Regions from separate parts of the Triticum aestivum genome. Here region 2 is linked to region 1. Evidence: chromatin contacts called from public Hi-C data. All regions are on one chromosome and are shown on one strand. Each heading gives the region's core, a stretch centred on a gene start, on an enhancer-like site or on the middle of the called end of the contact. The rest is flanking DNA. Distances are from core to core; before and after follow the strand shown. Region 1 holds the start of LOC123164384 (alpha/beta hydrolase domain-containing protein 17B). Region 2 holds the start of LOC100125748 (probable mixed-linked glucan synthase 6).

The links. A called contact is a pair of places that touch in the nucleus more often than the background predicts.
Region 2: a contact with region 1 is called in a Hi-C map of leaf, with 2.8 times the contacts expected there. The contact joins the promoter of LOC100125748 here to the promoter of LOC123164384 in region 1. A contact is called at or near these places in 2 of 5 Hi-C or Micro-C datasets (both in leaf).

What each region holds. Positions count from the first base shown.
Region 1 is chr7D:367,789,622-367,796,749 of IWGSC CS RefSeq v2.1, forward strand. LOC123164384 (alpha/beta hydrolase domain-containing protein 17B) reads left to right here and starts at 2,889. Exons shown (of 5, transcript XM_044581826.1): 1 at 2,889-3,812; 2 at 4,303-4,339; 3 at 6,036-6,272; 4 at 6,366-6,413. The coding sequence starts at 3,505.
Region 2 is chr7D:368,418,711-368,425,838 of IWGSC CS RefSeq v2.1, forward strand. It overlaps LOC100125748 (probable mixed-linked glucan synthase 6), which reads left to right and starts at 3,126. Exons shown (of 3, transcript XM_044586105.1): 1 at 3,126-3,797; 2 at 5,426-6,170; 3 at 6,871-7,128. The coding sequence starts at 3,478.

The sequences.
Region 1 (7,128 bases), core at 1,639-4,138:
GTTAATACAATTCTAGCATGAATAATAAACATTTATCATGAAATAAGGAAATAAATAATAACTTTATTATTACCTCTAGGGCATATTTCCTTCAGTCTCCCACTTGCACTAGAGTCAATAATCTAGTTCACATCGCCATGTGATTTAACATCAATAGTTCACATCTTTATGTGGTTAACACCCATAGTTCACATCGACATGTGACCAACACCCAAAGGGTTTACTAGAGTTAGTAATCTAGTTCACATCTCTATGTGATTAACACCCAAAGAGTATTAAGGTGTGATCATATTTTGCTTGTGAGATAATTTTAGTCAACGGGTCTGTCATATTCAGATCCGTAAGTATTTTGCAAATGTCTATGTCTACAATGCTCCGCACGGAGCTACTCTAGCTAATAGCTCCCACTTTCAATATGTATCCAGATTGAGACTTAGAGTCATCTGGATCAGTGTCAAAAACTTGCATCGACGTAACCCTTTACGACGAACCTTTTGTCACCTCCATAATCGAGAAACATATCCTTATTCCACTAAGGATAATTTTGACCGCTGTCGAGTGATCTACTCCTAGATCACTATTGTACTCCCTTGCCAAACTCAGTGGTAGGGTATACAATAGATCTGGTACACAGCATGGCATACTTTATAGAACCTATGGCTGAGGCATAGGGAATGACTTTCATTCTCTTTCTATCTTCTGTCGTGGTCGGGCTTTGAGTCTTACTCAATTTCACACCTTGTAACACAGGCAAGAACTCTTTCTTTGACTGTTCCATTTTGAACTATTTCAAAATCTTGTCAAGGTATGTACTCAGTGAAAAAACTTATCAAACGTCTTGATCTATATCTATAGATCTTGATGCTCAATATGTAAGCAGCTTCACTGAGGTCTTTCTTTGAAAAACTCTTATTCAAGTATCCTTTTATGCTATCCAGAAATTATATATCATTTCCAATCAGCAATATGTCATCCACATATAATATCAGAAATGCTACAGAGCTCCCACTCACTTTCTTGTAAATACAAGCTTCACCACAAGTCTGTATAAAACTATGTGCTTTGATCAACTCATCAAAGCGTATATTCCAACTCCGAGATGCTTGCACCAGTCCATAGATGGATCGCTGGAGCTTGCACATTTTGTTAGCACCTTTAGGATCGACAAAACCTTCTGGTTGCATCATATACAACTCTTCTGTTGTTAGTCTCATAGTGGGTAGTGTCATAAGTGTGGTGACACAGATGCCTTCATTTATTACTTTGTAGACTCATTATGCATTGGGAAGCGCAATGTGATGGTAACATATTATGTTACTCTATTTGCCTCTCTCCTCATTAACTACTTGCCACAACATAATTTTTGCTTATGTGACATCCATGTTACTATCTATGTTACTCCCACTATGACCAGCCTTAATCTACAACACTCCTCTCTCCACTCTTCTCTTCGCGGTCCTCCAACTCAACAATAATATATTATTTAAATTTTTATAGTCCGTTTATATCACCTTGTTATATTTGCTTTCGGTGGAGAGATGCAGGAGGCCAGTGTTCGGGGCTTTGGCGTACATCATGGGGACAAGGGGATGCCCTGACTCGCGTGATCCGGGGGACCCTTTCCTTGTATCGCTGATGGCGGCATTTTTTCTCTACTAGGACAATGCCCGTGTGTTGCAACGTGAATAAGTATTTTAGTACGTTAGCTTGTGATTTACCTTCGCATATTAATGCAATTGTGTAAATAAATGTTTATCAAATCTTGCGTGTGATTTACCTTATATTTTGATGAAAATTTTGATAAGTAAATTAAAGTGAAATTGGTTCGAAAGATAAGTAAATGCGATGATTGATTATCATAGGGGGAAGGTTGAATGAAGGTTGGGGGGAATAAAAGAGAAACATGTTTTTGAAAATGGAGGCGTGCCCCCGGCCTCTGCATCATAATGATGCATGCAACCATCTTATTAAAAAGTCTCGAAGTATCACAAAGTCATAAAGGTATTACAGCTCGCAAGCGGAGCAAAGAAAAGAAAATAAAAGTACATGCTCAGAAACATGGAACCTTAAATCCTTTTAAGTAGTACTCCCTCCATTTCCTTATATAAGGCCACAAACTCATATTACAGGTATCAAGATAAAATTTAATGACTTCTTTGCAAGTCAACTTTTATTTTCGTTAACCGGGATCATTAATACACCACAAGCATGCAACGAATGAATGGAAAAGAAGTGCCTGAGTGTTATTATAACTACATGCATATAAGTATTAAAAAGTTGTTAGTACGAGAAAACATTATTAATTTTTGCCTCGATTACTGTTGGTGGCCTTATATTGATGTAAAATGTATTTTTGATAGTGGCCTTGTATAAGGGAATAGAGGGAGATGGAGTAGTAGAGATAGAAATATACTTCAAGTGTCTCAATTTTATATTAACTTTAGCATAAAATTATTCAAAGTTGTGAGATATTTATTCTGAGACAGAGAGATGAAAACTCGCACGCGGGCCTATGTGCAAAACACATATGGATTTAGCAAAGCGGCATTTTCACCACCTGAAAGGAAAGAAAGTACTATGATCTAAAAGGAAAAAAAATTCTAATTTTGAGCCTTGAAACTCGGGCAGCGTGATCCTTCCGGGGCGCCGTTTTTTTGCGTCCAGTCCATCCGTGCGTGCGTGCGGCGTGACAAAATCGCATCCCCGCTGCGAGAACATGTGAAGAAAGGAAGAACATCTTTTGCAAAGGTGTGGGGATCGCCTGCGCTTTCCGCTGCCCTGTTCCAGTTTCATTTCATCACCTCGCCTGCCCTGCCCTGCCTGGTCCTCACCCCTACACCTGCTACACGCGCACGCTCTCGCTCTCTTTCTCACGCACGCACGCACGCACGCACACACCGCACATCAGTCCACCACCCTCCCTCCCTCCCCCCCTCTGTCTCTGTGCAGCATGAGTAATAAATGGCAGTGGCAGCGTGGCTGAGGCCTGAGGCGGAGCTCTCCCTTCCCTACTGCTACTGGTCCACACCCTCCCCGCCCCTTGCTCTTCTTCTTCTTCCTCATTCTCCCCTTCCTCCCTCTTTGCTGCTCGCATTCGCCATTTCCCACCCACCCACAATGCACTAAACCCTCGTAAAACCTCCCACCCCATCCCACCAAACGACGGACTTCTGGTTCATACGACTTCGGGGGATTCCCCTGGGGAGCAGGGACTGAGCCAATTTCTTCTTGATTTTTTTTGTCGATTTGGCTTCTACTCTCACTGAACAAGTCCCTTGGGATGAAGATCCACACCCACCCCTAGTTCCTCTTAGTTTTTTCACCGAGAAATCCCCAAGCTGGGGATTTTGTTTTTTTATCCTTTCCGTTCGCCCCCAAGTTTGGGAAATTTTTCGATCCATTTGATCGTTTGGTGGTGAAAGTGAAACAGGAGGAGGGGAGAGGCTCCCTCTATGAGCAGCAGCACCGCCGCCGCCGCCTGTCGATGACTGAGCGCTGCCACCGATGCTTTCGGGGTGCTCGGTGTCCAGTCTCGCGGCGAGGTTCGCCTTCTTCCCGCCGGACCCGCCCACCTACGCCCTCCGCAAGGACGAGGCCACCGGCCGCCTCGTCGCCTCCGGCGTCCCGCGGGACAACGCCTTGGATGTGCTGCTCCTCGACACCACCAGGGGGACCAAGGTCGTCGCCTTCTACCTCAGGAACCCCTGCGCGCGCCTCACCCTGCTCTACTCGCACGGCAACGCCGCCGACCTCGCCCAGCTCTACGATCTCTTTGTGCAGCTCAAGGTCAATCTCAAGGTCAATCTGATGGGGTTAGTGGTACATTGTGCTGTGCTTTCGCTTTCGATTTCTCTTCTCTAGGAGGGAGGACACCTCATTCTACCCCTACACTGCTTTTTTCTGCTTCTCTTCTACTAGTAGGAATTATTATCTGACATGTTTTTTCAGTCCTGCATTTCCTATCACAAATGCTTGTACGTACGACATCAAGTAGATTTGGTTATTGGGGCAGATGATTTGCGGGAACACGGGACGGGATATCTGCAACCTAACTAGTACAGTATATATTTATTATTTATTATTAAAAGGGAGGAAAGCAGTGCCTGACGATTCTCTAAATAGTACACATATAATAATAATCAGTCCGATTAGCTGATCTTGAATCCTCAGTTACAACCATGCAGTATTTTTTTTCGCCAGTTTTTTTTCCTGCTGTTGCAATTTCAATGTGGTCTGGAGGTACACAAGATTTGCTGTGCAGAAAAGCCTGACGTGATTTACTTTTTAATTTTATAACTGCAGATATGACTACTCGGGGTACGGAGCATCTACTGGCAAGGTAATAAGTAGTTACTCTTTACAGTAAGGTTTAATTTTAATTTTACCGTCGACTCTACTGCGGGTTCATTATTTGGTGAATACTACTACTGAATATAGGTTGCTTATGTCATGGGGTAAATTTTAGTTTCCTTACTTGACTAATGTAGGCATGGAATGATAGCACTACTACCAACAACCTGAATTAATTAAGATACCTCGAGAAATGTGGTTCAGTTTCAGTTTCCAAGAACAAGCTGCATTTGTCTACAACTCAACTGAAGAAGGTTTGGCCCATGCCCCCGACTGGTGCCTTCCAGTCATATCATAGCCATTAGGCTGGTCATAGTGGGGAGTATCATACACTAGTATCAAGCATATGATACTATACACTAGTATCATGCATATGATACTAGTGTATGATACTACATCTATAGTGCATAGTATCATAGGTTAGTATCATATATGGTTTCATTTATTGCCATGCAAGACATATAATGGCATAACATTAATTATGATACGGTATCTACTTATGTTACTATAACGCTCTCTCTCTTCTTTAATTGTTTGCCACATAAGCATGTTTGCGAGTCCCAAGTGTATGATACCGCTTATGTTACCCCCACTATGGCCAGTCTTATAAACCTTTTATATATCATGGCCATTATAAATCTTTTATATGTCTGCAACTTTTGTTCTCAGCCACTGCCATTGTAAAATTCAGGCTAAACAGTAATTTGGGCATGCCTTTTGGACCACCTACAGTGGGAGTAATATAGGTGGTAACTTCACACATCTCTAGGCAAAACAATGATGTGGCGAGTAATTAATGAGGAAATAAGGGAATGTGGTAACATAGCTAGTTATTACTGTAACATCACATATACCAAGACAAGATGAGTCTACAACCTAATAAATGAAGTATTGCATGACACCACACATATGTTACTCCACACTATAGAGGTAGTAACATAGACTAGTAACATATGCATGTTACTAGTCTAAGGCTGGTCATAGTGGGGAGTAACTTATACTAGTGTCATGCATATGACACTAGTCTAAGTTACTACCTTCATTAATTAGCTTGTAGACTCATCTTATCTTGGAAAGCGCTATGTTACAGTAACATATTATGTTACCACTTCTCATTAACTACATGCCACATAAGCAAAAATTTCTCGGAGTGCGCTATGTTACTTGCTAAGTTACTCCCACTATGACTAGCCTAAGTTACTGCCCATTGTGACTATAGTCTTATACATTTATCCTAAAGGACAGATATAAATGTCTGTATCAACTATCTATGCATTTTCTCAAGTTCATTTATTGCGGCTTTATCCATTGAAATGGAGAACATGTTATGTTGATTGTTTCTGCTGTCTATTTTGGGGGCCCTGCATTCAAATGAAGTGAGAATTTTCCTTTTTTTTTTGTTCCATACTATCCAACATGGACCAGGTTCCACTATCATCAAGATAAAGGAACAAACAAAATGCTATGGGTGGTGGTATTTGAAATTTATGTTTTGCCCTACTGGGAGTTAGATATTAATGTCTCTGTATCCTGTATTTGCTTATTTGAACTAAATCATATGGCACTTTCACTTTGAATTACTGTCACCTAATTGGCATTTCCACTGAGCATGCGCATGTCCATGTTTCTTCCTCAAGGAATGCATTTTTGTGAAAGGATTTTTATGCTTGTCTTTTCAAGTGCAGCCAAGTGAAGAGAATACATATGCAGATATTGAAGCAGTTTACCAGTGCTTAGAAACTGAGTACGGAATCAGCCAGGAAGAGCTTATCCTGTATGGACAATCTGTTGGCAGTGGGCCCACATTGCATTTAGCATCTCGTTTACCAAGATTGCGCGGTGTGGTTCTTCACAGTGCTATACTGTCAGGCCTCCGTGTTGTTTGCCATGTGAACTTTACATTTTGCTTCGACATTTACAAAGTAAGCATCTCAAAATTGATTATTCCATTTCGGTCTCTACCTTTTGTGCCTTCAGAGTAGGTTTACTAACGTCCAGCTAAATTGTTCTTGCAGAATGTCAAAAAAATAAAGAAGGTGAAATGCCCAGTGCTTGTTATTCATGTAAGTCTCTTTACTAACAAAACTATCAAAGTGCCCGTGCTTTTTAACGGATCTAGAATAAAATCATCTTGTGCCCACAGGGAAACATTATAATGTGTTACACTTTTTTTTTCATTGAAAATATGTTTTGTTTCACTTCAGATTTAGTTCCCTTGTTCCGCTACACATTAATAATTCTCTCAAAAGAGTAGTATAAAACTAATCCAATCAGGAAAGAAAAAAAATTGAATGCTTACTTTCGAATCTCCTTTGTCTGCATCATGGTTATCCAGAAGAACCAAATATCATGTATATCATGCATAAAGTAAATGCTTTTACGACGAAATTATTTCATGTTAAAATTTGCTAAATTGCATAGGAAGCTCATCAAATAAACAATCCTTCTAAATCATGATAAAAATTAGGCTCACAAGGAAATTCCCAGCTCCCATTTTTAGGATGAGACCCGAATATAAGGATCTTTACATGTAGCCACAGGCTAAAACAGTTTTGCAAGTAGCCAAACAACACTAAAAAGTATACTTATCTTATAGACACATCTACTGGAAAGTACACACATGCCTCTCCTGTGGCGACATCAAGTCAGACCCATTCTTGTCTTTGCCTATCAGTGTTGTTTTCTTAGCTCATCTTAATTTTCTGCTAGTATATAAGTGGTGAGGAGCTATACATTGTCACTGGCATTTGGCCATGCTGTTTAGTACTCTGATCTCAG
Region 2 (7,128 bases), core at 1,876-4,375, 630 kb after region 1:
AGTGGCCCCTGGGGCTGGTGGGACCCACTGGTGGTCCCTCGGAACCATTCGGTGGCCCCCGATACAATGCCGGTATTCCCCCGAACTTTTCCAGTACCCTAGAAATGACACCCTATATATCAATCTTTACCTCGGGACCATTCTAGAACTCCTCGTGACATCCGGGATCTCATCCAGGACTCCAAACAACCTTCGGTCACCATTGTACATATCCCAATACTACTCTAGCGTCAACGAACGTTAAGCGTGCGACCCTACGGGTTCGAGAATCATGCAACCATGACTGAGACTCCTCTCTAGTCAATAACCAATAGCGGGAACTAGATGTCCATATTGGTCCACAGATATTCAACGATGATCTTTATCGGTTAAACCACAATGTCGAGGATTTTGGTAATCCCGTATGCAATTCCCTTTGTCCGGCTATATGTTAGTTGCCCGAGATTCGATCGTCGGTATCTCCATACCTAGTTCAATATCATTACCGGCAAGTCCCTTTACTTGTTCCGTAATACAAGATCCCGTGTCTAAACTCATTAGTCACATGAAGCTTCTTGTGATGTTGTATTACCGAGAGGGCCTAGAGATATCTCCCCGTCACACGGAGTGACAAATCTCAGTCTCGATCCATGCAACCCAACAGAGACCATCAGGTATACCTGTAGAGCACCTTTATGATCACCTAGTTAGAAAGTGACGTTTGATAGCACACAAGGCATTCCTCCGGTATCCGGGAGTAGCATGATCTGATGGTCGAAGGAACAAATACTTGACATGAATAAAGCTATAGCAAAACTAAATGATATGATGTCATGCTAAGCTTACGGTTGAGTTTTGTCCATCACATCATTCTCCTACTGATGTGATCTCGTTATTAAATGACAACTCATGTCTATGGTCAGGAAACCATAACCATCTTTGATCAACGAGCTAGTCTAGTAGAGGCTTACTAGGGACACAGTGTAGTTTATGTATTCACACATGTATTTAAGTTTTCGGTCAATGCAATTCTAGTATGAATAATAAACATTTATCATGAACCGGAAATATGATAATAACCAATTTATTATTGCCTCTAGGGCATATTTCCAATATCGATGAGATAATAACTACCATTTTCGGTGGAAATCGACTTTGATGATCCAACTATAAACGTGCAAAGACGTCGCGCCTTAGCAATCGCTAATCCAACTTCGAAAGGTTAATGACCATATCGGAGCATGATCAACCTGACCACGAGGGTCTATTTCCTGTAGGCAAATAAAGAACAAGCAAGAAACTGAGATTGCAATTGAAGAGGAAAGTCTTGGGCTGGTCATTGGACACAACGAAATACACACCTTGCATGGTGAACTTTAATGTAAACAAAACTCAAGTCTAAAACGATGCCTTAAGGGCTGTATTTCTAGGGAAACAGAGGGAAGCAGCTTAGGAATTATCTTGATGTAGTGGTTCAGTAAAGGGCCTGAAATCTGCTTTGCAGATGGCATAGCTGTGGGCGTCAATAAGGTCATTAGCGTCCTCTCCACGGACGCGCGCACACAAACAAGTGAGTCAGTACGTGTGCCCCGGATGGAGATGCACGCACATTACATTACCGTTGGCGTGAAGCGTTAAAATTGCGTCCGTTTCCCTCCCATCCCCTCTCCTCGTAAATGTTGTGGGACTCGTTGAGTGTAGTAACAGTAGTATAGTTTATCATGAATGCTGGGGGCTAGCGTGCCCGCATATGTGGTTGGATCGTCGATGCAACAGCAACAGCAACCGCCGGTTAATTACTCTTCCGGCCTCTCCATCCTCGATCGTCTTGTTCTTGTGTGTTGGTTTAATTGTCCTCTCAGTGGCGGTATGGTTAGTTCGGGGTCTGGACACGGGGCCGTGTGGCCTGGCGCGCGCGCATCATTGTCCTAACAACTGGCCTAGTTTGCAAATTGGCCGGGCGCGAGCGAGCTGCAGACCTCATGCTTAATTCCTCCCGTTAGTTAGTTCAGGGAGCTCCATCAGGACGGATTATATGCTCCTCCCGCCGTGATTTCTCGTCGGATACGCGCGCGACGTTCCCCGCCGCTCCTATAGGGACGTCGTAACGGGCAGAACGGCAAGCCTCCTTGTGGCAATGAACCGGCCAGGGGACCAACGCATTCCTTCTCTTCTCGTGAAGCATTTCCTCGCCAAAACCAAAACCAAAACCAAAACCAAAGGGGGGAAAGGAAAGAGGCAGTAGTAGAACCGGGCTCTGCATGTCCACCTTTTGCTGTGACCGATATTACTCCGACCACTGTTGCCTTCCGTGGCTCTGCTGCATGCCACTTTTCAACCAACAAGACAAGAATACGTATGAGCGAGTCCTCGCAGTTTGCTACTAGTGCTCCAAAATGTTTCTCCCAACCCAACTTGCACATACACATCAAGAGGCTAAAAATTCCGTTGGGCTGCATGGTCACAGCAGAGCAAAGAGGCTTGTACGGTACTCAAAACAGCTCACTGATGCATGGCGATGCTGCAGGATGGCTACAGGGACTCACGGGTCAGGCTGGCTTCAGCTTGGACTGGGGGAGAGCAGAAAAGGCGCAAGAAAAGAATCTTTCAATCAAGGGCAGCAAAGAAGCCCAAGCTCACAAACCCCACCAAGTTAATTAATAAAAGAGAGAGAAAAAACAGGCACATAACAAACAAACTAATCATCATCGCCACTCATCGCCCTGGTACCTTTATTCTACGCCCAGCTCCTTCTCCTTCTCCTCTCTGATTAGTACTATATTACATTAACATAACAATCAATCGGTGGAAAAGGAAATCGTCCCATCTTGCGGCACCAATCAATTCATTAATTAATCAACAATGAAGTACTTATGCAAGCGAAAAGATAAAATAAAAACCGGAAATGCAAGCTAATTATCACTAGTTTTCTTGCGCAGGGAGGGGAGGGGAGGGCATCACAAATCACATGGCACAGCAGGCAGGGGCAGGAATATGAGTGGAAGCAACCTGGTAGGTAGGTGAGGTGCGGTGCGGTGCGGCGAGATGATATGCATATGCATATGGGCTGGGCTGGGCTGGGCATACACGCGTACACGCAGCAATGTGCTCGCCAGTCCACCACCTACATATAAACACACCCGCACACCGCTCAAACACAATTACAACCCACAGACACCTCCAACCCGTTGGTTGGATAGCTCAGCAAGACAAGCGAGCTGAGCAGAGCAAAGCTTGAAACCCCTACCGACACTTCTTGTGCCTCCCAGCCCATAAATCCCCCACGTACTTTACTCGTCATTTCTCGCACCTCCTCCTCCTCCCCTCTCCCTCCCCTACATTCATTCATTGCTTCCTTTTCTCTCTCCCTGCACATGCTAAAGGCTGCCTCGCCCATTGCCTGAGCGTGGAGAGCTACCTTGCCTGCCTCCCTGCCATTGTTCGGCTTGTTCTCCTTGTCGTAAAGGAGAGTGAGTGCGTGCATTGAGGACGACGGCCATGGCGCCAGCGGTGGCCGGAGGAGGCCGCGTGCGGAGCAACGAGCCGGCTGCTGCCGCTACCGCGCCCGCCAGCGGGAAGCCCTGCGTCTGCGGCTTCCAGGTGTGCGCCTGCACGGGATCGGCCGCGGTGGCGTCTGCCGCCTCCTCGCTCGACATGGACATCGTGGCCATGGGGCAGATAGGCGCCGTCAACGACGAGAGCTGGGTGGGCGTGGAGCTCGGCGAGGACGGCGAGACCGACGAAAGCGGTGCCGCCGTTGACGACCGCCCCGTCTTCCGCACCGAGAAAATCAAGGGTGTCCTCCTCCACCCCTACCGGTACGTGCAACTAAACTCCCTACTATATCTGCGTCACAGTAACAATTACGTATTTCATACTTACTGTATAAGTATTTATTATTACCACTCTTTTGCACAACAAGTCTAAAATGATTAAGCCAACAAGCACAACGCCAAGGTTGACAGTCACGATTATTTGATCTTGACCGGTGGCGCTAGTACTCCTAGGACTAGTAGTAGCATGGTCTGGTCGGTGTTAATCACAGTAATTAATGGAGTAGTTAATTAATGTAAACTTGGATTAAAATTTGACAAGTCCGAGACAGGTGCACGTTAGAGGCGGTTCAATGATGGCTCGAATCCACCCAAAACAGCGCGTCCCGGTGTGGGCTGTCGGCTCGGTGCGGCGGGGCGCTGGTTCTTCCATTTTACTAGTAGTCGTAGTCACTGCTGCATGGGCCCGCTTGAGGGGACGTTAGCCGTTGGGCCTGCCTGGCAGGTGGGCCCCGGTGGCCACCCTGGCGGCTAATAAATCCTTGCCACTTTAGAGTTAATAAAATCTGGGTGTGCAATAGCAATAGGAATCCGAGGTGAAACGAGATGACAGTGGGCATGGCTTGCACGTGAATCCAAGCCACATCATTAAAAGCCTCGTCGCCATCCTCCCTGGGGACGTCGCAGTGAGAAAGTTGGTTAAACTTTTGGGGTTGGGACAAGATATAAAAGCAAGTAACATGTCCTTTTTTGTCACTGGAGAAACGTATGCATGTATGTATGGTATGGTAGTATATGAGATTTTTCGGCATCTAGTCTAGTTATAGATGGAGCCTGTAGTACGTTAGTTTTTGTTCAGCCGTTTTATTGGAGAAAACGAGAAGAAGATTATCATGCCATATCGTGTCATAGAAAGGAGGAGAAGAAAAAGAAGTGGTGCCACCGCATGAATGCCTTTTTTCCCAGAAGAATGCGTGAGTCATGTTGGCACCGAGAAAAGCCATATTAAAGTGGCAGAGTTACAACTCAGAAGAAATGCGCGTGCTAGATAAACACTACTAGCATATGTCAAGTGCACTCGGCACAACATCTTCAAAGTACTGCAAAGATTAACAAGAAAAAGATTACTACTACTCCAAAGTACTACTCCTACTAGTAGTAACGATTAGCAGGAGAAGGTTCCAACGACTTTTTGGCGCCAATAGCATAAATAAATAAGAAGAAGAAAACTTAACGAGAAAAGAGGCCCATTAATGGAGCAAGGAATCCAGCGGCACCACCTCTGGCGGTCGCGTCCATGCCCTCGTACGACGGGTGAGGGAGGGGCCCGGGCCTACTGACAGCCGAGGCATGTCGGTGCTCATACACGGCGCCGTTTGCTGCCAAGTGTGCCAGCTCACACTCATTGACTTGCCAGCACCCGCCTTGGCTGTCAATGCGAACATGATGCCCTTCCCTCTCGCCTTTTGGCATTTGCAAAAAAATTAAAACTAGCTGTCTGATAGGGAAAAGAAATGCAAAGGGAAAAGATGAACATGGCGCATGTTCCCTCCAATAATTGCACCCAATCATCGCACCAACATAGCCAGCACTCGATTAATCCAAACAATTTTTACTAAGAGTGAGTTGATGATGAACTGTAACTGACGGTGAATGTGAATAATGCAATGCAGGGTGCTGATCTTCGTCCGTCTCATCGCCTTCACCCTGTTCGTGATCTGGCGTATTTCCCACAAGAACCCTGACGCCATGTGGCTGTGGGTGACATCCATCTGCGGCGAGTTCTGGTTCGGTTTCTCCTGGCTGCTGGATCAGCTCCCCAAGCTGAACCCCATCAACCGCGTGCCGGACCTGGCCGTGCTGCGGCAGCGCTTCGACCGCCCCGACGGCACCTCCACCCTCCCGGGGCTGGACATCTTCGTCACCACGGCCGACCCCATCAAGGAGCCCATCCTCTCCACTGCCAACTCGGTGCTCTCCATCCTCGCCGCCGACTACCCCGTCGACCGCAACACATGCTACGTTTCTGACGACAGTGGCATGCTGCTCACCTACGAGGCCCTGGCTGAGTCCTCCAAGTTCGCCACCCTCTGGGTGCCCTTCTGCCGCAAGCACGGGATCGAGCCCAGGGGCCCGGAGAGCTACTTTGAGCTCAAGTCCCACCCCTACATGGGGAGAGCCCAGGACGAGTTCGTGAACGACCGTCGCCGCGTCCGCAAGGAGTACGACGAGTTCAAGGCCAGGATCAACAGCCTGGAGCATGACATCAAGCAGCGCAACGACGGGTACAACGCCGCCAACGCCCACCGGGAAGGCGAGCCCCGACCCACCTGGATGGCCGACGGCACCCAGTGGGAGGGCACCTGGGTCGACGCCTCCGAGAACCACCGCAGGGGCGACCACGCCGGCATCGTCCTGGTCAGTACTAGCTATTCTTATCACTACCGTTTACTCCTACTTACTGTTTCTTTCCTACTACATGTCTGCATTGCATGCATGCATGCTGCTGTTCTTGGAATCTTGGTTAGTTAGGCCCTCGTTATTAGTGGCCATCTGATGTGATGCCTGCCTGCACTGCTGTGCCGATCCAAGGGAGATTTTGACAGAATGGACGTGGTGATAGTCGAGAGTGCAACCACCGGCCGGCCAGCCAAGCACACTTGTGGACAGACATGCAAGAAAACATGCATGCTCCTCTTCTCGCGTCGTCCTGTGGCCAGCAACGTGTGGTTCCACTCATTCATGCCGTGACGAGGAATGGTGGTTGGGGTGGTCCTTTCCCCCCGACAGCACTACAGCGTCCACTTTATGACCCATTTAATTCAATTCACCGGCCCTGCTTTCTTAACTGCCTCAATCATTCATCAGTTTACTCTGCCCAACTCTTAACCCTGTATAGTAGTAATAATTAATTACTCCAACCACTAATCACCTTAAGGTAATAGTAACACTCCAGTAAGAATCATTTGACCTTTTACTATGGAGCAGCGAAAATTAACCATGTCATTCATTTAACCTTGTTTTTTTACCACTACTGTATCTACCTATGCTCAAGTTGTGATTGTACTAGTGCAAGAGGAATGGAGTGCTGACAATGGTGTCTGTGCAATGGATGCAGGTGCTGCTGAACCACCCGAGCCACCGCCGGCAGACGGGCCCGCCGGCGAGTGCTGACAACCCACTGGACTTCAGCGGCGTGGATGTGCGTCTCCCCATGCTGGTGTACGTGTCCCGTGAGAAGCGCCCCGGACACGACCACCAGAAGAAGGCCGGCGCCATGAACGCGCTCACCCGCGCCTCCGCGCTGCTCTCCAACTCCCCCTTCATCCTCAACCTCGACTGCGACCACTACATCAACAACTCCCAGGCCCTCCGC